3 separate regions of the Mus musculus genome follow, and all the other regions are linked to region 1. The links are chromatin contacts, called in public Hi-C and HiChIP or PLAC-seq maps. All regions are on one chromosome and are shown on one strand. The core of a region is the stretch at or near the end of the contact, and the rest is flanking DNA. Distances in the headings are between cores, read along the strand shown.

What was found. Hi-C and Micro-C count contacts between places; a contact is called where the count stands out from the background. HiChIP or PLAC-seq counts read pairs in DNA pulled down with a chosen protein or histone mark.
Region 2: a contact with region 1 is called in a Hi-C map of granulocyte-monocyte progenitors, with 3 times the contacts expected there. The contact joins the enhancer-like site here to the promoter of Wdr60 in region 1. A contact is called at or near these places in 1 of 39 promoter capture datasets (the HPC-7 cell line), 2 of 484 Hi-C or Micro-C datasets (granulocyte-monocyte progenitors and macrophages), 2 of 115 datasets of contacts at active chromatin or transcription factors (the HPC-7 cell line and bone marrow-derived macrophages) and 3 of 9 other capture datasets (adipose tissue, liver and pancreatic islet).
Region 3: a contact with region 1 is called in an H3K4me3 HiChIP or PLAC-seq map of bone marrow-derived macrophages, with 2.4 times the contacts expected there. The contact joins the enhancer-like site here to the promoter of Wdr60 in region 1. A contact is called at or near these places in 6 of 39 promoter capture datasets (the C10 cell line, the HPC-7 cell line, hematopoietic stem and progenitor cells and 2 more), 1 of 15 datasets of contacts at CTCF or cohesin (the NIH/3T3 cell line), 10 of 484 Hi-C or Micro-C datasets (3T3-L1-derived adipocytes, CD8 T cells, the HPC-5 cell line and 6 more), 7 of 115 datasets of contacts at active chromatin or transcription factors (the 230-238 cell line, CD8 T cells, the SCID.adh cell line and 4 more) and 3 of 9 other capture datasets (adipose tissue, liver and pancreatic islet).

The regions. Positions count from the first base shown.
Region 1 is chr12:116,261,645-116,264,325 of GRCm38.p6, reverse strand. It overlaps Wdr60 (WD repeat domain 60), which reads left to right and starts at 1,301. Exons shown (of 22, transcript NM_146039.3): 1 at 1,301-1,475. The coding sequence starts at 1,461.
Region 2 is chr12:116,144,146-116,146,826 of GRCm38.p6, reverse strand. It overlaps Vipr2 (vasoactive intestinal peptide receptor 2), which reads right to left. Exons shown (of 13, transcript NM_009511.2): 13 at 566-2,681. The coding sequence ends at 2,517. Among named protein-coding and RNA genes, the nearest start is that of Gm23732, 28 kb to the left of the region's middle. Within about 2 kb of position 1,341, at least 78 of the 459 cell types and tissues checked have an H3K27ac peak or open chromatin away from gene starts, as enhancers often do. A contact at or near this core is called in the HPC-7 cell line, bone marrow-derived macrophages and granulocyte-monocyte progenitors, where this site is marked.
Region 3 is chr12:116,333,134-116,335,814 of GRCm38.p6, reverse strand. Esyt2 (extended synaptotagmin-like protein 2) reads right to left here. Exons shown (of 22, transcript NM_028731.5): 7 at 1,559-1,614. Among named protein-coding and RNA genes, the nearest start is that of Esyt2, 53 kb to the right of the region's middle. Within about 2 kb of position 1,349, at least 10 of the 459 cell types and tissues checked have an H3K27ac peak or open chromatin away from gene starts, as enhancers often do. A contact at or near this core is called in the HPC-7 cell line and bone marrow-derived macrophages, where this site is marked.

The DNA of each region.
Region 1 (2,681 bases), core at 52-2,551:
TGTGTGAATATTTAGGCGACTGCAGTGAGCAGAGAGTGGTGTTCCTTACTCGATCCTTCCCCTTCATTACCTGACTTTATTCTTTCCCCATGAACCTATCCCAACATCCAACTATAGCACCTGTCTCCCATTTGAATGCTTTGTAGCTTCACATTAAGAAGTTTTGTGTCATGACATTCAATACCCTTCACAAATTTGCACACACCTCCCTTTTCATCTCTAGCCATCTCTCCAGTCATGAAATCCAGACCCTTTGTTACAGGTGTGCTCTGCTCATTAAAGAAGCTTCTAATCACATGTGGGCTTTGGGTACTTGGGAGGTGGCTAGTCTTGACATATTCTGTAAGTAAAGAATTTTGAAGACACTACAAGTTTTTAAAAATACGTTAATACTTCAAATATATACTGCACGTTAAAGTGATAACAGTTTATGCCTGTCTCTGGTAAAATATACTATTAAATTTAACCTTTTTCAACTTTTGAAAATGTAGCTCCTGGGGTTGGGGAGATAGCTCCGTAGATAAAGCATTTGTCATGCAAGCACGCAGACCAGGGTCTGGATCACCATCACCCACGTAAAAGTCAGATGGGGCAGCCTGCTTCTAACCTCAGTGCTCATGAGGCAGAAATGGCCATAGGCAAGAACCAGTAAAATTCTGTAAGAACTGGACCAAAATAAACCACAGCCAACACCAAGATTACCTTCCCTCTAAGAAATGTACTGGATTAGTAGAAACAAAGATAATAGACCTTAAGCAAAGATGAAAGACTTAATGTATGTTAGTACCTTTTGTATGACAAGGATTTGGCTTAGTGACCTTTGTGTGGTGTTAAGTGAGTGGAAAGTCAAATTCTAACGTGGGTTACAGTAATATGTAACTTAGAAAAGTGTGCGAATAGTAAACTTCTCATCTGCAGAAAAAGCTCAGAATGCTAACATACGATCTAGATACTTCCTAAGTATCGCTAGGCAGACAGCCTAGTCTTGAACTCACAAAGATCCTTCTGCCTTGTCTCCATTGTAATAGAATTAACTAAAGGTGTGCGCTGCCGCAGTTGGCCACAAATGATTTTCATGAAAAGACAGTCTATAGGGTGTGAGTTGAGGAGGCAAAGCCTTGTTCAAGTATAAAGCTCAATCACCGTTTCCTTCCCATCTCTCGTTGTCAACTGTGAGGGTCAAAGAAGGATCAGACAAAGAAACTCAAGACATAAGAAAAGGCTCCTGCGTGTTTGCAGAAAACACGGGCGCGCAGGCGCGCGTGCTGGGGACGGCCGCGGGGCATGCTGGGCCAGCGCCTTCGGCCCGTTGCTAGGAGGCGGGGACGCCGGCCCTCCTGGGACCCAAGTCGCAGCAGGCCTGGCTGGCTGGTAGAGCTGAGCGACGGCGGGTTTATCTTCCTCCGGTGGCCCGCGCCTGCTGGGCCGAGGACACGCGGCTGTCCCGGCCTCGAGGAGCGATGGAGCCTGGGAAGGTCGGTGCGCCGCGGGGCCCAGCCTGGTCCGGCCCGCGCCCCCATTACCCCCCTCTTTCTTGGCAATGGAGATCGGGTTCCTCCTGGGCCTGCACTTAGGAGAGAGCTGGAGGCGGAGTTTGGGTCGAGGTCTCAGCTCTGCTGTTGCCTCTCACTTCTTAGCTCCAGGTGCGGTTTGTGGAGGAGTTTCTGGACTCATCCAGAGGCGAGGCTGAGTGTCAACTTCAGGAAGGCACAGGACTCCTGAAAAAAAAGTGCCGCAAGGTGAAACATGAGTCTCGTTAAGGTAGAAGGTTGTTGACTTTAACTTTGGTAGGTCGTTTATATCAAAAATCCATCTCTTAGGTTTTCCGGTTTGGTGCAATACAGGTTTTTAAAGTATGTCCTTATGGCCCTATTAACAACTCATGATAAATCCTATGAATTACCTTAGCGTCTATTATAAAGGACCCTTGTCTGCTTTAATTAATTTAGGTCTTCTCTTTCCATCTTTTAGTTTACTGGGTAAAAGTTTGCCCATTTTGTTGATCTTTCTGAAAGAGTCAGCTCTTTAGTTTCATTGATTCTTCGTACTGGTTTGTGTTGTTACAGTTTCTTTGATTTCAGTCCTGAGTTTGATTTTTTTTTTTTTGTGCCATCTACTCTTTTGGGGTTATTATTTCTTCTTGTTTTTCTAGGGCTTTCAGGTGCATCATGAAATTACCAATATAAAACCTCTCTAGTTTTTTGGTGGAGACACTTGGTGCTATGAACTTTCGTCTTACAAACTGTGTTCATTGTGCCCTGTAGGTTTGGCTATGTTGAATTTTTATTCAGTTTTAAAAAGTTTATTTTCCTCTGTGATTTTTGTTTTGACTCAATTTTCATTCAGTAGTAAGTTGTTCAGTGTCCATGAGTTTGTTTGGTATTGTTGATATTCAGCTTTACTCCATGGTGGTCAGATAGGATTCAGGGTGCTATTTCAGTTTTCTTATATGTATTGAGGCTTGCCTTGTGTTCTAATATGTGATCATGAGCTTTGGAAAAGAAAGAATATTCTTTAGAGTTTGGGTGGGATATTTGTGTGTGTGTTTGTCTGTCAATTTGACTTACGATATTTTTTGTTTGTTTTGTTTTTTCATTTGCTTTTTTAAACTCCAGCAACTTCTCTGTTTAGTTTTTTTTTTTTGGATGACCTGTCTGGATGGAAGTCAGGTATTGAAGCCA
Region 2 (2,681 bases), core at 92-2,591, 120 kb after region 1:
AGCACCTCCACATGCACACAGATGTGAACTCCACATAAAATCGACGAACAACCATATACAAATGAGCACATGCACTTACATGTACAACATGTTGTTTCTTAAGCACACATACGTGCACAGGCATGTGCACATCTACAGACACATTTTAGCTTGCTCATGAACAACCATTTACAAATGAGCACATACACATGAGTATAACATGTACTTAAGCATACTAAGCACACATATGCACACAGGCATGTGCACATCACACACACACACACACACACACACACACACACACACACACCCAGACACACACACACACACACACACACTTCTGCTCGCTCTGATGACAAGGCTCGGATTCTGTAGAGCTAAGGGAGCAGATTATGGCTGCAGGGCAGGAATTGCCAGGTATGCTGGACACATCCTCAGGCTGCCACTTATATATCTTGGGTACCTCAGACACAACTTCTTCTATGAGTAATTGTAGGCAGCATGGCCTAGAGTCAGGGCACTCAAGAGTATAGCAGCAGGCAGCTGTGTTCTAGGGCCCCAGCATCATCCATAGCAGACTCTCACACAGAATGAAATAAGGTTTATTGAAGTATATACACAGCTAAGTTCCACTCTGTGTTTGTAGATATTCCACATATAACATGTAAGGTCACATGCTGGTCATATGGTTACTACACCTCTGCTATTGGTGAGTTCCAGCAGTGGCCGCTTTATGATCAGTCCATCTCTTTACCAGGGAAAGGACCCAGCTCTGTTTAGCATTAGCACATGCTGGGCTGAGAGAATGGTGTCCCTGTACATCTGAATATTCCCTGTGCACTCAGTGACTGCTTGTGTTCACATGTTCTACATGTCTCTTCAGGGTCATGGCAGAGTCATACCCAGTTGTTGATAGGACTCTTTCAGATATGGGAGAACTGTGTGTCCTCAGAACTGCTGACTAAGCAGTGAGCTCTGTATGAAGAGAGCCATGGCTGACACCAGGGCTTGTAGCATCCACCTATCGCCACTGCCAACAGCTCTTTTCAGTGTTCCTGAGCTAAGCCATTTACTCCCTATGACTTGTTCTCTAGCCTTGTAGCCCTGGAAGGCAGCAGGGTAGTGGTGTTTTCTAAATCATCTGAGGTGCCTGCCCCATGCAGTTGCAGACAAACTGGAGGCGTTTCAAGCGTTGATGGAGGCAAAAGTCCAGGGGCAGTTCTGTGGGACAGACATTCAGGCCACATGTCAGGCCACGGGGCCTCAGCTAGTCTCTAGATACTTCTTTTCTGTACTAAAGCCCCCACGTACTGGGAGTGGGGCCCCTACTTTGGTGATTTCCTGACCCCGCCAAGACCTCTGGCTCTGGCACAATGGTTGAGATCATTTGTATTCATACTAGCTGGGGCCTACATGCCACAGAAACCACAGGAAACACATTTTGCAGCTCGTTTCCTTGGTGTGTGTGTGTGTGTGTGTGTGTGTGTGTGTGTGTGTGTGTGTGTGTGTGTGTTGGGGGGAAGTTACATAGGCTGTGCCAGAACACTAGGTACAGAACCTACAGTCCTTGCACTGGACCACGACATAGTCTTCCAGGGTCTCTGAGCACTGCAGGGAAAGGCACTCTCTGTCTTCAGCTGCTTTTCCAACCACGACAAGCATTTCCTCAGGTCTGCTTGCCCACAGTTGCAAAAACATCGGAAAAATATGGATTGTTATTGGCAAGTATCGGGTAGGAATACTTGATGCTGTTTTATACTTTGATAAAACAATTCTCTTTTTAAACAGTTTTTAAGATGGCGATTTTCTTTAACAATGCAACAGTTTTCTATTGGCTAGAGAACAAACCCTGGGCTGAATGGACAAGTCACAAGGGCCTTCATGACAACATGGGATCCAGAGCTGCTCACCACTTGTAGGAAGCAGCAGATGCTAAGTGCCTCAGGAGGATATGAGTTCCTGGTTTGGCCAATGAAACATGAATATCCTCTTTGACTTATCTTTGGTCCAGGGAATGGCAAGGGTGTGGCTGTCCAGATGTAGTTCCACAGGACACAACTCAAGGCTAGGGGGACCAGGAAGCTTCTAGGATGAGAAGGTTGCTCTCAACTGCTTTCTATGGTATGCCATAGACTGAGGAGGAATTTCAGAGACATCCATAGGCATGCGTTGGGTGTCACAGGGTGGTGATGCTCAGCTGTTTCTGGACCTGGTTCCCCCTGACAGGAGGCAGTAGGGGAACTGGAATCTTCCTCCTTGTTCTCTTCATAGGTACTAGAATCCAGTTTTGATGTTCACAGCCACCTGGCTTCCTTGCTCTCTTTGAAAGTAGAATATGGCTGAGCCATATTATGAAGAAGATGGCTTAAAGGCTAGAGTTTGACAATAATAATTGGTGTTTCAATCAAGTTACACATGAGGATCAGAGTTAAGGACCAGGGCTGAACCAATAAGGCACCAGACACTGGGGCAGCAGAGGAATCCAGCAAACATATGTCAAACCCAGCAGCACTGACAGCTCTGTACAAGGGACACAGCTAAATGACTGAAGTCTCTGACTGCAGGAAGGACTGGGTGCGGGAGCCACGGTGTATCTGTAGGGCACTTTCTGAGCCATTCCGGGACATGGACCAGCTGTGCAGCCGGTAGTCCCGGCTCCCAGCTTGGGTCAGGCACAGGCCTCGCCATCTTCTTTTCAGTTC
Region 3 (2,681 bases), core at 100-2,599, 71 kb before region 1:
AATGGTTTCTGATTGGCTGAACTCTTGTGAGGGTACAAGACACATCTTCTAAGCCACACTGACACGTACAGAACTCATGTCATTTACAATTACAGACAAGACAATCAATTAGCCTGCTTATTTCAGTCCACCTATAATGCTAAATAAAGACCAGTAAAAGCAGCTTCTATAGCAACCTTTGCATGTACCTGTTGCTCACCTCTGGCTAACAAAATCCAGCAAGCACTGCCACTTGCAGTGTAAGTTCTCCCTTTTTGGGGATCATTCACTGGAAGGGAGAGGGTTCAAGTAATAAATATTTCTTGGTTTCTCTGTAGAGCATATATAAAACTAAAACCTGACTTGAAAAAAAAAATCACAGGAACTTATCAAAGGCAGGTAGATACATAAAGTGACCCTGGAGTTTCTGTAAAACTAGCGGGAAAGACTGTGCCATTTGCAGAACAGCTGCAGCACACAGCAAGAATCCATCTGAAGACAAGCGTAAGAAGACCTGTAAGACTGCATGAACAGCCCATCTCATTTGGCATCAACATCTGCCTGAGCCCGACACCCCACAAAGAAGGTTCTATGAGCTGCAAAGCCAGTGCAGGTTAAGCTCTCTTGGAGAACCCGTGAGAATGCCATTCTCATCTATGTTCAAGTGAGAACAGTGGTTGGCTCAGAGCAGGTGTGAAATACCCATTTCTCTGCTGAGTGACAGCACTGAATTTTAAAGATGCTATTTCTACACAGAATATTAAAAATATTATTTAAAAATGAAAAAGTATCATTTGGGAATCTCAGTGGGTGGCTCAGAGATTACCTGTGTCAATTTAAGTCAGTATTTTGTTTCTAAACAAGATTCTAATGAACTAGAAATTCATCAACAAATCTTTTGAAGTTGTACTTTTCTGTTCACAGATTTTTTTTAAAGATAATAAAACTTCTCTCTCAACCTGATAAATCATAATATATTCTATTTGTGACTATGCCTGAGATTATTAAAGCTGCTGTCTTTTACTGATCATAGAGCAAAATCTTGTTTTAGCAGTCATTTCAGAGACATAAACAAGCACACAGAAATAGGAAGCAGTCTGAAATCAAAGATTTGGAATTAATTTGTAAGCTACTTAAGGGTAAAAATCTATAGGTCATAAAACATCCACTAGAAGCAAATGTACCTAGTAAGCTAATAAGCCATGCATGTTAGCCTTCAAACAGAATAATGTAAACATCAAAAGGTTTTGAAGACTCTAACTTCAGATTTTCCCGCTAAGTAGTAATGGAGAGACTGTACTCTGTGTTGGTCTACCATATCAGACATACGACAGTGACTCAGCTAACTCTTTCACAGGACAATATGCTGTTGGTGGCTCAAGTGCCTGTTAAGAGGAAACTTCCTTGTTTTGTATTCACTAAATGGTTACAGAATAGAGAAGAGCTTCCATTTCTGTGGTTAGAAACTTCATATCCAGGTTCCATGTTTACCTACTCTCTCAAGAATGAAGGTGACAGACAAAAGGCAGAAGCGGCTAGGAGAGACCGCAGCAGCAACTACACGCAGGTCAACACTTACTTCAGTCCAGGGATGTCCAGAAGGTTAGTCAGCCCTGTCCAGTTAATCTCTAAAAGCTGTTTTAAAAAGGAAAAAAAGTATTAAATATCAAAACAGTTTCCATACAACATAGCCAATCCAAACAGGCTTGTGTACGTGAAATAAGTATGATAAGAACTGCGACACCTTTCCCCAACGTGTATTCTATCAAAGACAGATGCTGTCACTGCATATGAAGACTGGCCCACTTCTTATTTTATGATAAGGCCATAGTTTTCTCTACTAAAAACATACTTCAATTTCTCCTTTATCACAGTTAACAATTCAGTGATTATCCTTTGTTTTATTATTTGTTTATATACTCTCAACTGGCCTGGAACTCATGAAAACCAGGCTGCCCTCAGACGCAGAGACTGCCTGTCTCTGACTCCCAAGTGCTGGGATTAAAGATGTATGTCATCATGTCCAGCATGAATATACATGTTTATATATACACATACAGCCTAACTTTCAAAAATGGGGGTATGAGTCAGCAAGATAACCCAGCAGGTAAAAGTGCTTGACACACTCACCTGATGATCTAGATTCAATCCCCAAGATCCATAGTACAAAAAGAAAACTCCACATGAATACCATCAAAAGCAAAAATTTTCAAGTGGAGCATGATGCTAAAGATTATATGTTCATTTTCAGTATCAGTACCTAGTGATCCCCCAAATCACTACTTAAAGTTCTGTTACTAACAAAAGTATTGGATAGAAACATTTCTTCTCCATGTTGTTACCAGAAAGAAATATTAAAACTCACCCTAGTTGGTAGTTGAACAACGGTACTTTACTTTGAATTTTTTACTTGCATATTCCTATGAATAGAACATGTTCTGTCTATTCATTGGATATTTATAGTCATCTCAGTAATTCTTACATAATTCTATTAAGTAGACATAGCAGTTAAAACTACTGGTTGTAAATACTGATTTTTCTCTACTAAAATGGATACTGTGCACATTAAAATACTCAGTGTTTATTACTTATCGAGGACATGTTAAGTGAAATTGTACAGTCTCAGTCTCCAAAGCACCCACCTCTCCAACTGAGATCTTATGGTTCCAAAAGAAGAAACCAATTTTAGAACACATCAAGCC